Linked DNA regions of Mus musculus: all the other regions are linked to region 2. The links are chromatin contacts, called in public ChIA-PET and HiChIP or PLAC-seq maps. All regions are on one chromosome and are shown on one strand. Each heading gives the region's core, a stretch centred on a gene start, on an enhancer-like site or on the middle of the called end of the contact. The rest is flanking DNA. Distances are from core to core; before and after follow the strand shown.

What was found. ChIA-PET counts read pairs in DNA pulled down with a chosen protein or histone mark. HiChIP or PLAC-seq counts read pairs in DNA pulled down with a chosen protein or histone mark.
Region 1: an H3K27ac HiChIP or PLAC-seq map of trophoblast stem cells shows a contact between it and region 2, with 3 times the contacts expected there. The contact joins two enhancer-like sites. A contact is called at or near these places in 2 of 15 datasets of contacts at CTCF or cohesin (CD8 T cells and the NIH/3T3 cell line), 6 of 484 Hi-C or Micro-C datasets (CD4 T cells, CD8 T cells, Th1 cells and 2 more), 15 of 115 datasets of contacts at active chromatin or transcription factors (CD8 T cells, T-cell acute lymphoblastic leukemia, astrocytes and 10 more) and 1 of 9 other capture datasets (adipose tissue).
Region 3: an RNA polymerase II ChIA-PET map of memory CD8 T cells shows a contact between it and region 2, with 19 read pairs. The contact joins two enhancer-like sites. A contact is called at or near these places in 2 of 15 datasets of contacts at CTCF or cohesin (the NIH/3T3 cell line and large pre-B cells), 2 of 484 Hi-C or Micro-C datasets (bone marrow-derived macrophages and nephron progenitors), 8 of 115 datasets of contacts at active chromatin or transcription factors (T-cell acute lymphoblastic leukemia, embryonic basal ganglia, embryonic forebrain and 4 more) and 1 of 9 other capture datasets (embryonic stem cells).

What each region holds. Positions count from the first base shown.
Region 1 is chr15:97,378,098-97,381,679 of GRCm38.p6, forward strand. All of the region lies in intron 5 of Pced1b (PC-esterase domain containing 1B), which reads left to right. Among named protein-coding and RNA genes, the nearest start is that of Gm33325, 22 kb to the left of the region's middle. Within about 2 kb of position 1,999, at least 55 of the 459 cell types and tissues checked have an H3K27ac peak or open chromatin away from gene starts, as enhancers often do. A contact at or near this core is called in bone marrow-derived macrophages, where this site is marked.
Region 2 is chr15:97,662,140-97,665,765 of GRCm38.p6, forward strand. No RefSeq gene overlaps it. Among named protein-coding and RNA genes, the nearest start is that of Rpap3, 42 kb to the right of the region's middle. Within about 2 kb of position 1,737, at least 173 of the 459 cell types and tissues checked have an H3K27ac peak or open chromatin away from gene starts, as enhancers often do. A contact at or near this core is called in bone marrow-derived macrophages and memory CD8 T cells, where this site is marked.
Region 3 is chr15:97,285,329-97,288,981 of GRCm38.p6, forward strand. All of the region lies in intron 3 of Pced1b (PC-esterase domain containing 1B), which reads left to right. Among named protein-coding and RNA genes, the nearest start is that of Amigo2, 40 kb to the left of the region's middle. Within about 2 kb of position 1,918, at least 18 of the 459 cell types and tissues checked have an H3K27ac peak or open chromatin away from gene starts, as enhancers often do. A contact at or near this core is called in memory CD8 T cells, where this site is marked.

The sequences.
Region 1 (3,582 bases), core at 749-3,248, 280 kb before region 2:
GAATCGTAGTATTAGGCATTAGTGTGAGGGATCATAAAGCCACAGGCCAGCAAGGCCATCTCAACTCTTGCCTAAGCAGTACTTGAGGTCACCTGGAACACACTTTGAAGGGCAGGCAGGCATCTTCCTGGTTCAAATTTCCATTTATGTCACAAGTGTCAACCAGGTTAAATGTGCAAGGTGACAGCTGTCAAGGCCCTGACACACACTGGAAACTAGTTTTTTTTTTTTTTTTAATAATTAGACCAAAGGGCTGAGGCCTGGTAAGCAGGTAGCGCCACCTGGGAGGAGGAGACTGGGTCCTGCCAGCGGTTCCCCAGCAGTGGTTTCTTTATAACCACATGTAACCACATTCTTCACAGGACTTTTATGTATTTGATGTGACCCTAAGGCCACCTTTAAAATATTGTTTCTTTAATTTTTGGCGGATATTAACTTACTTACCTCAAATCAAAAGTTTGGTGAATTCCCAGTTCAGGGTCCAGTGACTGCCCCTCCCCCAGAATACCCATAGCCAGTAGTTGGAAGGCAGGCAGGCTTTGTGGACCACCCTAGGATCCTTAATTGTCTTAGTAGGCCTGGTCCAATCTAATGTAGGCCCATTATAGGCCATGGATTTTTTTTTTTTTTTTTGACAAATTTAGTTCAACTTTAAACTAATACCAGAACATAGGAAAGTTGAGTATGTGAGTACCCTTAGAAATAAGTATTTTCTTGTCTATACATGCAATGCCTTAACATTGAAAGAGATCTTGGAAAAGTCAAAAGTACTGATTTGAGATGGGTATGTTTAAATCTCGGCATTCAGGATGCAGAGGCAGGCAGGTCTCCCATGGTCAAGGCCAACCTGATCTAAACATCGTTGAGTTCCAGGCTACGTAGTGCGACCCAGTCTTAAAAAAACTAGATAGATGGATGGATAGATAGGATTGATAGATAGATAATAAATTAGATTCTCCCAAAATGCCTTTAAACAGAAAGGAGCTATTTCTAATCCTAGTATAATGTCACAGTAGGTATTTAGTCAGATGCATGAAATTATTAAACTCCTTACCTGTTTTTCCTGCAGGAAGCCCAGGCAGGCAGCACCCCTTTGTCAGGTCTGTCTGTATGATTTAAGACCTCTGTCCTATCCCTAGGGCAACTGGCCTAGTTCATTGTCAGTCTTCCAAAACTAACCTAATTATTACAAAACATTGATTAATGAAAAATAAATGCTCTGGGTTTGGCTTGGGATAGCTATGAAGTAACAGTCAAAGATTTATAATTTATGCCTTATGAAGCTACTGAAAAATTAATCATCCCCAAATTGAGAAATACAAGCAAGTTCTTTGAAAGTCTTTTTTTATTTTATAGCAGTAGCCATCATTAATGCATATTGCTCCCACAGCATTACAGCCCCAGATCTTGCAGCAAAACAGAAAGTAATTAGGATTTGGGGAAGCAGGCCACATTTTAAGAGTGGAATTGAAGGTGGCCATGACAGTCTTGTACCCCTCTGCCTCCAACCCCGCCCTCTCCTCAGACAGCCTTGGGCACTTGTGCACAATCTCTGTAGGACCAGCTCCCACCTTATCTGTCCTTGGCAGCCTTTTTCTTATCTCTCCCCTGCAGGGAAGAGGCCAACTCATTTTAGTCTTTTGGGGTAAAATTCATCCTTGGCGCCTTGTGCTGGAATTATAGGTGTTTGACCACCACACCGGCTGAGACAACAGCTGACCCACTGTGTGTTCCCTTCTCATTATGTGAGTCCGTAAAGTAGCATCCAAAAACTACTAAGGGAGTTTAGCAAATGTCTCTAACCTGCCTGTATGCAAATCCCTTTTGTTTTTGTTTTTGTTTCAGTTCTTATAAATAAGACCCGGAACTGGAAGTTCCCGGTTGGTCTTTGTTAACCGCCTGAGATGATTCACCCTTTTTCTGACTGTTCTCTCTGTCCACTAAAAGCGGCATTTAGGTTTTGCTGTATGTATGGAGTGAGTGCCCTTCCTGCGGAGCCTGTTCTGGCTCACGGGGGCAGAGGGTGTCTGGCTTGGTCCGGTTGTTGCCTCCTCCTCTCTGAGTTTTGGTTTCAGTTGCTCACTGGGATGCTTCCTTTTCTCCCTCCTCCATGCCATCTGCCCCTTCTCCCCCCCCCCCCGCCCCCCCAGGACAATGGAGAATTCTTGTAGACTCTGTTTGACTTGGCCCTGATCCTTGGGAGCAGCGTGTGGTCCAAGGTGCCCTGGTGAAGATACCGGGAGCCACCCTTTCCCACAGGGAAGTCGCAACCTGCGGTATTTCGTCTTCCTGGGTTATGCTAACACCTTGTTCAATATTGGTGTCTCAAGCTTGAAAATGAGTGACGAGATTTGGTATATTTATTCTCTCCAGCCCCGCCCCCAGGTACACACAACCATCCGCTCTGGGTAGTTAGCTCCCTAGGAATAAAATGAGTAAATCTTAGTTCCAATCTCTCTATAACCTTTCCTATAGATTAGGACTGGAGAGAATGATGCTTTCTGTAGGTCACCCAAGAGCCATTCTGTGAATACCAGCATATGTTCAAAACCCTTGCCTGCCATCGCCTCCGCTGGTCTTGTAGAACCCCCGATGGCAGATGAACAGTTTCTTCTCTCTTTGCACGTGGTTAAACTGCTCTTCTGTTGTAGCTTGCTCTCTGAGAATCAATCTTGGCAGGGTTGTTTTTAAGTACGTCCTGGCTGAAGAGTTTGCTCAGGTTGAGAGCCCCGCTGTTCAGAGCCCAGCACCTCCCCACATCAGGCTGCTCACAACTGCCTGGAACTCCAGCCTCGGGATCTGACACTCGGGTCTCCGTGAAGACCTGCAGACTTAGGAGAATAAACAATATCTGTGTACGCAACACTTAATCCCCACTTAATCAAGTCAATGTGAGTCCTGTAGTGCTGTTTCACAGAGAGGCTAAGGAACTTAGCCTCAGCAAGCAGAGCCTGTCCTGCCCGCCCCCCTACCCCCCATGGTATCTTGGTTCCAAAGAAGTGTCATCTGGTATGTTTATGTCTGAGGCTGGCCTTGAACCACTGATCCTCCCGTATTGTATTACAGGTTTGTTTGCACCACCGCACCTGGCTTATATTACAATTATCAGTGACCTTCCTCCCCCTACCTCCTTTTCCTTTTTGGTATTTTAAGAAAAGGTCTTACTATGTAGACCAGGCTGGTCTAAGAGCTTAGGGTTATCCTCCTGCTTCCAAGAGCTAGCATTACATAGTCCTATGATATACTACCAAGCCCAGTTTCTCAGTGATTGTGAGCTAAGAGGACAAATAACGTTTAACTCAGGTTTTGTTTTGTTTTTTTTCCCCTTTTCTTTCTTTCTCTCTGTTGTTTTTGTTTGTTTGGGTTTTTTGTTTGTTGACTTGCTTGTATGTGTCTTTTGAGACAGTGTCTCATGTTCACCAGGCTGGCTTCAGACTCACTCTGTAGCCACAGATGACCCTGAACTTCTGATCTTCCTACCTCTCTACCTCCCAAGCCCTGAGATTGCAGCTTCTGCCTCCACCCCTGGTGATGTGGTAACGGGATCCAACTCTTGGCTCTGCGTGTTCTCCGTGAGCACTG
Region 2 (3,626 bases), core at 487-2,986:
TAGACTGTGAATAGGAAGCCTATTTCGGGACTGGCATAGTTAAGAGTACTCACTACCCTTGCAGAGAAACCCAAGTTGGGTTTCCAGCACCCACTGAATGACTCATGATCATTCATAACTCCAGTTCTAGGGGAGCACATATCCTCTTCTGGCCACATGGTGCACAGACATACATACACACATACATACACACATACATACACACACATACATGCATGCATACACATACATACATGCATGCATGCATGCACACATACATGCATACATACACACATACATATACACGCATACACACATATATACATACATACATACACACATGCATACATACATGCATACACACATACATATACACGCATACACACATATATACATACATGCATACACACATGCATACATACATGCATACACACATACATATACACGCATACACACATACATACACACACATGCATGCATGCATACACACATACATATACACGCACACACACATATATACATACATGCATACACACATACATACATGCATACACACATACATATACACGCATACACACATATATACATACATGCATACACACATGCATACATACATGCATACACACATACATATACACGCATACACACATACATACACACACATGCATGCATGCATACACACATACATATACACGCATACACACATACATACACACACATGCATGCATACACACATACATATACACACATACACACATACATATACATGCATACGCACATACATACATGCATGCATACACACATATATACATGCATACACACATACATACATACACACATACATACACACATACACACATACACACATGCATACATGCATATATACATACACATACATACATACATACATAGAGGCAAAACTCTCATATACAAAAATTTTAATTAATATTTAAAATTTTTTAAAAAGATGTTATATTTTATTAAAAGTGCAATGACATACCACTTACAGATTCTTTTATTTTCTCTTTTTTGCTATGTATTTTTTGAAAGGGTTTCTCTGTGTAATCCTGGCTGTTCTGGAACTCCCTCTAGACCAGGCTAGCCTCGCACTCAGAGATCTGCCTGCCTCTGCCTCCTGAGTGCTGGGACTAAAAAGGCCCTGTGCCACCACACGCACCTAACTTTCCAACTCTTAATCCAGCAGTGGCAAGAACTGACTTGTGCTTTTAGAAGTTTGGTGGCTGACGTGGGTAAAAAGATGCTTGCCATGAAGATAAACTGAGTTCTTTCTGTCCCTAGATGTGGGGCACCAACTCCATGGAGTTATCCTATAACCACACCTGTCATTCTCTCTCTCTCTCTCTCTCTCTCTCTCTCTCTCTCTCTCTCTCTCTCACGTATACATTAATAATAAACATTTTTACTTTTACCTTTGCGATAGAGAACGGCTTATAGGGACTAGAAGCAAAGAGAACAAATAGCAGACTAGGGAGATGTTGACTGTAGACTTTACCTCGTTGGTACAGCAAAGGGCTGGGAACTAAGTGAGCTTCAGAGAGGGAACTATGAGGACTTGGGAGAGGGGTGGCCTGGGGGCTATTGCACCAAGGACGGGGATGACTATCTCTAGATCTCTACCCATTCAGGCTGAAAACCACAGGTGGGGAAGTCCTGGAAGATTCAGTGTCTGGTGAGAGCCTGTTTCCTCACATGGTGCCTTCTTACTGCCCCCTTGTGGTACAGAAGGAGCAAGGCAGCTCTCAAGGGCTCCGTCTTTCTGTATTTTCGCCTTCCTAGTTGCTGTGATGCTACCCGGCAGAAGCAATTTAGAGAAGGAAGGATTTCTCTCGCGAGGACACTGCCCACTGTGGCAGCGTTCACAGCCTGGCAGCGGGAGCCTCGGGCAGATGCGTGCTCCATGGCGTCAGCCAGGAACAGCTGGCTGATAACCCTCAAGACCTTTCGCCTGTCAGCTAGGTGCAGCGTCCAGATTACACAGCCTCCCGAAACAGCGCCACCAGATGGAGACCAAATGTCCCGAAACACGAGCTTGCAGGAGATGTTTCACATTCAAACTGTAACATTTCCCAGAGCCAGCCTTCGAGACTCCACAGAATCGTGTAGAAGGGACCCAAACAATAATCTGTTAAAGATAGATTACCATGCACTAAATCTCACCCAGAAGCTTCTGCCCCTTGCTGCCCCCTTGTGGGCACAGGGATGTTGGGCAAGGAGGTCTTAATCTCACACCAGAAATTTCCGGGTGAGATTAAGAATTAAGTACAGAAGATATTTTTAAAATGATTAAAAGCCAGTGCAGTTTTGCATATTTCCACTGCTAATTACAACTGAAAGGACGTCGTGTACAGATCATTCTAAAAGACAATTCTAAACGCCTGGTGCAATGGCTTACACCTTTAGTTCCAGTACTCGGGAGGCAGAGGCAGGCAGATCACTTAGTTGGAGGCCAACCTGGTCTACAGAAGGAGTTCCAGAATAGCCTCGGCTACATAATGAGACCCTGTCTCAAAAGAAGGAGGAGGAGCAGGAGGAAGAAGAGGAAGAAGAGGGGGACAAGGATGAGTGGGAGGAAAAAAGCTGCTAGTAAAGTAGAGAAAAGAAGAAAGACTGTAGCTGGGCAGTGGTGGCACACGCCTTTAATCCCAGCACTTGGGAGGCAGAGGCAGGCAGATTTCTGAGTTCAAGGCCAGCCTGGTCTACACAGCCAGGCCTATTCAGAGAAACCCTGTCTCAAAAAAACAAAACAAACAACAACAACAACAAAAAACCAAAAAAACAAACCAAACAAACAAAAGCAGACAGACTGTCCGGGGACCTTGGGATATGAGGAATACAGTGTGAATTCCCCGAGCTTAGTGTTTTTCTCACATACCAAACAGCTACAAAGGCCGCCAGCAAACTAGAAACACCAATTGTGTGCATTGCAAGAAAGCTCCTAGGATCACCCATAGGGGACCAGCAAGAGCTTTTTCTCATTAGCCACCGCGGTGCAAAGGGTGGCGCTGACATTTTTCCCCCCAGCATTGAAAAGGAAGGCTGTCAGTCAAGAACTCTGGATCCAGTCAAAACATAATTCTTTCGACGCAGTTTTGGTTTTGTGAGCGTTGTGGTTTTAAGCAGTGGTGTCTTTTTAAGTTTCTATTTTGGTGCCCAACCATCGAGTACCATGTTGTGTTCATTAGATCCCTTTTATGAATGTATATGACCCCATTACTATAACTCACTTTTTCTAACGTTTTAATGTAGGGTAATGTCAATGGACAGTCGTGTGATGAAGTTCACAATGTACCACCTATGTACTTAAGAGTTTATGGGGTAAACCAACCAGCTTGAAACGTCACGATGGGCTTAAATGAAAAGCACAGCGCCACCTCCTGGCCAGAAGCTAACAGTGCAGCTGTTTAAAGGGCGCAGTTCTGGATTTACTCAAATCATCACCAGATCTATGAAGTGTAATTTAATTAACGAAATTAAGACTCTTTGGTTTCATAATAGCACATGTAAAGGAGAGTGTAATTAAATCCCAGTGTCTATCACTATAGTATGAAAACCTTAGTCCTGAGTTTGGGTCGTTGTCAATTAGTTTCATTGACCTGTAACAAATTCTCTGATTAACAGTTAGTGTG
Region 3 (3,653 bases), core at 668-3,167, 380 kb before region 2:
GTCTGTCTTTTCGTTCTTCGTGGATGGGGACAGGGAAGCGACTGGACCATGTCAGTGATGGCCCCTAGTGACACATACTTGTAAAACACTTTAAAGATGATTTTAAATTTTCTTTAGGGGGAAAAAAAGGCAACTCAAGTCTGCTAAATCAAAGTGCCTTGGAGTTAGGAATTAAATAGTGATACTTAAAAAAAAAACAAACAAACAACAAAAAAAAAACTTCACAGATGGTCCTCGTGTGCAGGAGGAATGGGCATTCCTCTTAACAATCATCACGAAGATTCTAACATCTGTTAAATTGGGGCAATAGATCAGGCTCTTCTGTGATCTTTAACCTAGGAAGCCGAGTTTCTGTTTTCCCACACAGTGTAATGGGATTGATAACCAGGCTCAGTGCTTGGCCTGGAAATGCTTGCTAGAGGCTGAAATCATTTTTAAACCTGTGTTTCCCACTCCTATGATGGTCCATAGATATAGCGGTATTGTGAGCTTTTTGCTGAGCCAAGAAGTAGTTGATCAGGGCAAAGTGAACTAATCATGTGTGGTTAGTCACGTGACTCACTAATCCCGGGCAGCAGCCTCTTCTCCCATCTCCACTTTGGGGATACATTTAACATGTACTTAGATGCAGAGTGAGCTTTGTAGTTTGTCGCCCATAAAGAGGCGAGCGCGCAGTAGGGTTACAGGAAGACCCACTTTAACGGATGGTTGTTTACTCAATCATCTATAAAATCAATCAACTGTAAATGTCTATCCAGGCTGACTGAGATGGCTCAGTGAGTATAGATGCCCTCTGCCAAGCTGATAACCCAAATTCGGTCCCCTATGTTTGATTCCTGGACCCACATGGTAGAAAGAGAGAAGAGACTTTTCTGCAAGTTGCTCTTTGACCTCTGCTAGTGTGCCAAGGCACCAGCACTTCCCTACCTACAAAATAAATAAACAAATTTTAGACAAACACAGTGGGGCTGTAGAGATGGCCTTTTGTTTTTAAGGGCAGTTGTTCTTGCAGAGGACTTGGGTTTGATTTCCAGCATCCACATGACAGCTCTTCGTAGTTCCAGTTAGAGGGGATCAAGTCCCCTCTTCACGTGTATACACGTGGGCAAAACATTCATACACATAAAATAAATAAATCCAATATGTTTCCCTTAGGAGATGTTCCGTGCCAGTTTGTGGTTGACATGAACAATGTAACTGCATAAGGTGTGCCCTGAGCTTATTAATAAAATATAGCATTTTTTTATGCTGAAGACAGGACTTAGAACATTTCTGAGTAGGCAAAACTTCTGAAGGTCAAAAACAATTCGGATTTTCCTTATGTGCACGATGAAGACCTAAAGTGCAAGAGACAGTCTCACCTCGAATTGCAGTGTAAAGTGTTTGAGACCTCCCCGGGTCTCCATTCAGGGGCCCAATCCCTAAGGTTCCCCTGAGAAGCTGTTTTGATTATTAAAACATGGGTTTTATGTTACAGATCCAACCAGCCTGTTCTTACAGACGGCTTCCCATCAGCCCCTTCTCTGTTGAGTCGATACCAGGCACAGGCAGAGAGGTTGGTCCATTGTGAAATTTGATTTCCCAGGCCACGGGTACAGGGAAAGGCGAGGTCACGGTACCACAGAGATTTGAGCTCTTCAGTTCAAAAGCCACGCACAGCATGAAGAAATGTGCTGCGTTCTTTGAAGTTTGACTTATGTAACTTCACATATCTAAGAGAAATACAGTCCTCCTCCCACTGACTTCGGTTGCTTTAGAAGGATGCTTTAAAAAAAAAAGCAACCGATTTTTGGTAGAACGGAAAAGTCCACTTAACATTTCAGTTTTGTTAATAATAGAGGCCCGGGCCTGCGCTGAGCCTCCTGTTGGAAAGGCCTTCACAAAGCCACAAGGAAACAAAGAGGGTGTCACCTTGATGCAGGGGAAGCTGCATTCTCATGAAAGACAGCTTGGCAGACAAGTGAGAGTGTGACCACGGGCCTCTCTCACCTCAGAGGAAATAGATACTTACTGGGTTTTTCTCTACATGTTTTTCATTTATGTATTTTAGATTATACTCAAATATTGTCTTAGTTAGGGTTTTCATTGCTGGGAACAGACACCATGACCAAGGCAACTCTCATTAGAGGACAACATTTAGTTGGGGCTGGCTTACAGCTTCATTATCATCAAGTTGGGAGCATGGCAGCATCCAGGCAGGCATGGTGCAGGAGGAGCTGAGCGTTCTACATCTTCATCCAAAGGCAAACAGAAGACTACTGTCAAAGCCCACGCCCACAATGACACACTTCCCCCAACAAGGCCATACTTCCTAATAGTGCCGCTCCCTGGGCCAAACATATTCAACCTACCACAGATATGCAAAGGCAAAGTAGGCTCTGTGTTTGAGACAGGGTCTCAAGTAGTCTGGGGTGGCCTTGAACTCCTGACCCTTTGTTCTCAGACCTCAGCATGCATCTTACTTTTAAGTGTAGGAATTGATGCTTTCCCACTGATGTGCAGCTGTCACCACCATCCACCTGCAGAGCGCATTCACCTTGCAAAACTGAGACTCTATGTACCCCAGGTAGAAACTTTCCCTTCACCATTTACCCTACTTCCCCTCCCCTCAAACCTGACAGCTCCATTCTACTTCCTGTTTCTGAATTGACCCGTGTCTGTCTGTCTCTGACTGCCTTCTTTCACTTGGCACACTAGCCTAAAGGAGACCTTATTTATTTATTTATTTATTTATTTAGATATTTTCTTTATTTACATTTCAAATGTTATCCCCTTTCCTAGTTTCCCCTCCAAAAATCCCCTCTCCCTACCCCCTTCTCCCTGCTCACCAACCCACCCACTCCTGCTTCCTGGCCCTGGCATTCCTCTACACTGGGGCATAGAACCTTCATGGGACCAAGGGCCTCTCCTCCCATTGATGACCATATAGGTCATTCTCTGCTACATATGCAGCTGGAGCCATGAGTCCCATCATGTGTTTTCCTTGATTGGTGGTTTAGTCCAGGGAGCTCTGGGGGTACTGATTAGTTCATAGTTGTTCCTCCTAGGGGGTTGCAGACCCCTTCAGCTCCTTGGGTACTTCCTCTAGCTTAAAGGAGACATTTTTAAAGAGCTAAGACGCCTGTGGGTCCAGCTATGTCTATTCACCCTAAGATGTCTCAGTGTGTTTGCACAGCGTCTTGATTCTGACGGGATATAATTTTGCATATAGCAGTAAGCAAACGCCACTCACAGGTGCTTGGAACCCATCCCTGGATACCATTAGCCCTCAAGAGCATCCGTACTGTGACCTCAGGCTGAGGCAGGAGGCTGAGGCAGGCGATTATAAATTTAAGACTAGCTGAGTCTACATGGTGAGACCCTGTTTAAAAAAAGAAGAAGGGTGTGGGGAGGGGTAGGGTGGGGTAGAGGTTGGGGTGGGGGGACAGAGAGAGACAGAGAATTGACAGCGCAAAAAAGCCCTTTGTGGAGGCGGATCAACTCCTCCGCAGAGGCCAGTCTGACTCAGCTGCCGCCAGCCCCCAGCCCACAGGGGCTCTGTGCTTGATTATGGGTGTGTGTTGCCATCTGGTATGTGGGTAAGAACCGTAAGAACGGGAGACTCAGACCCTCCAAGTCACGTGTTGCTGTTAGTTTATTTACCAATTGTCGCA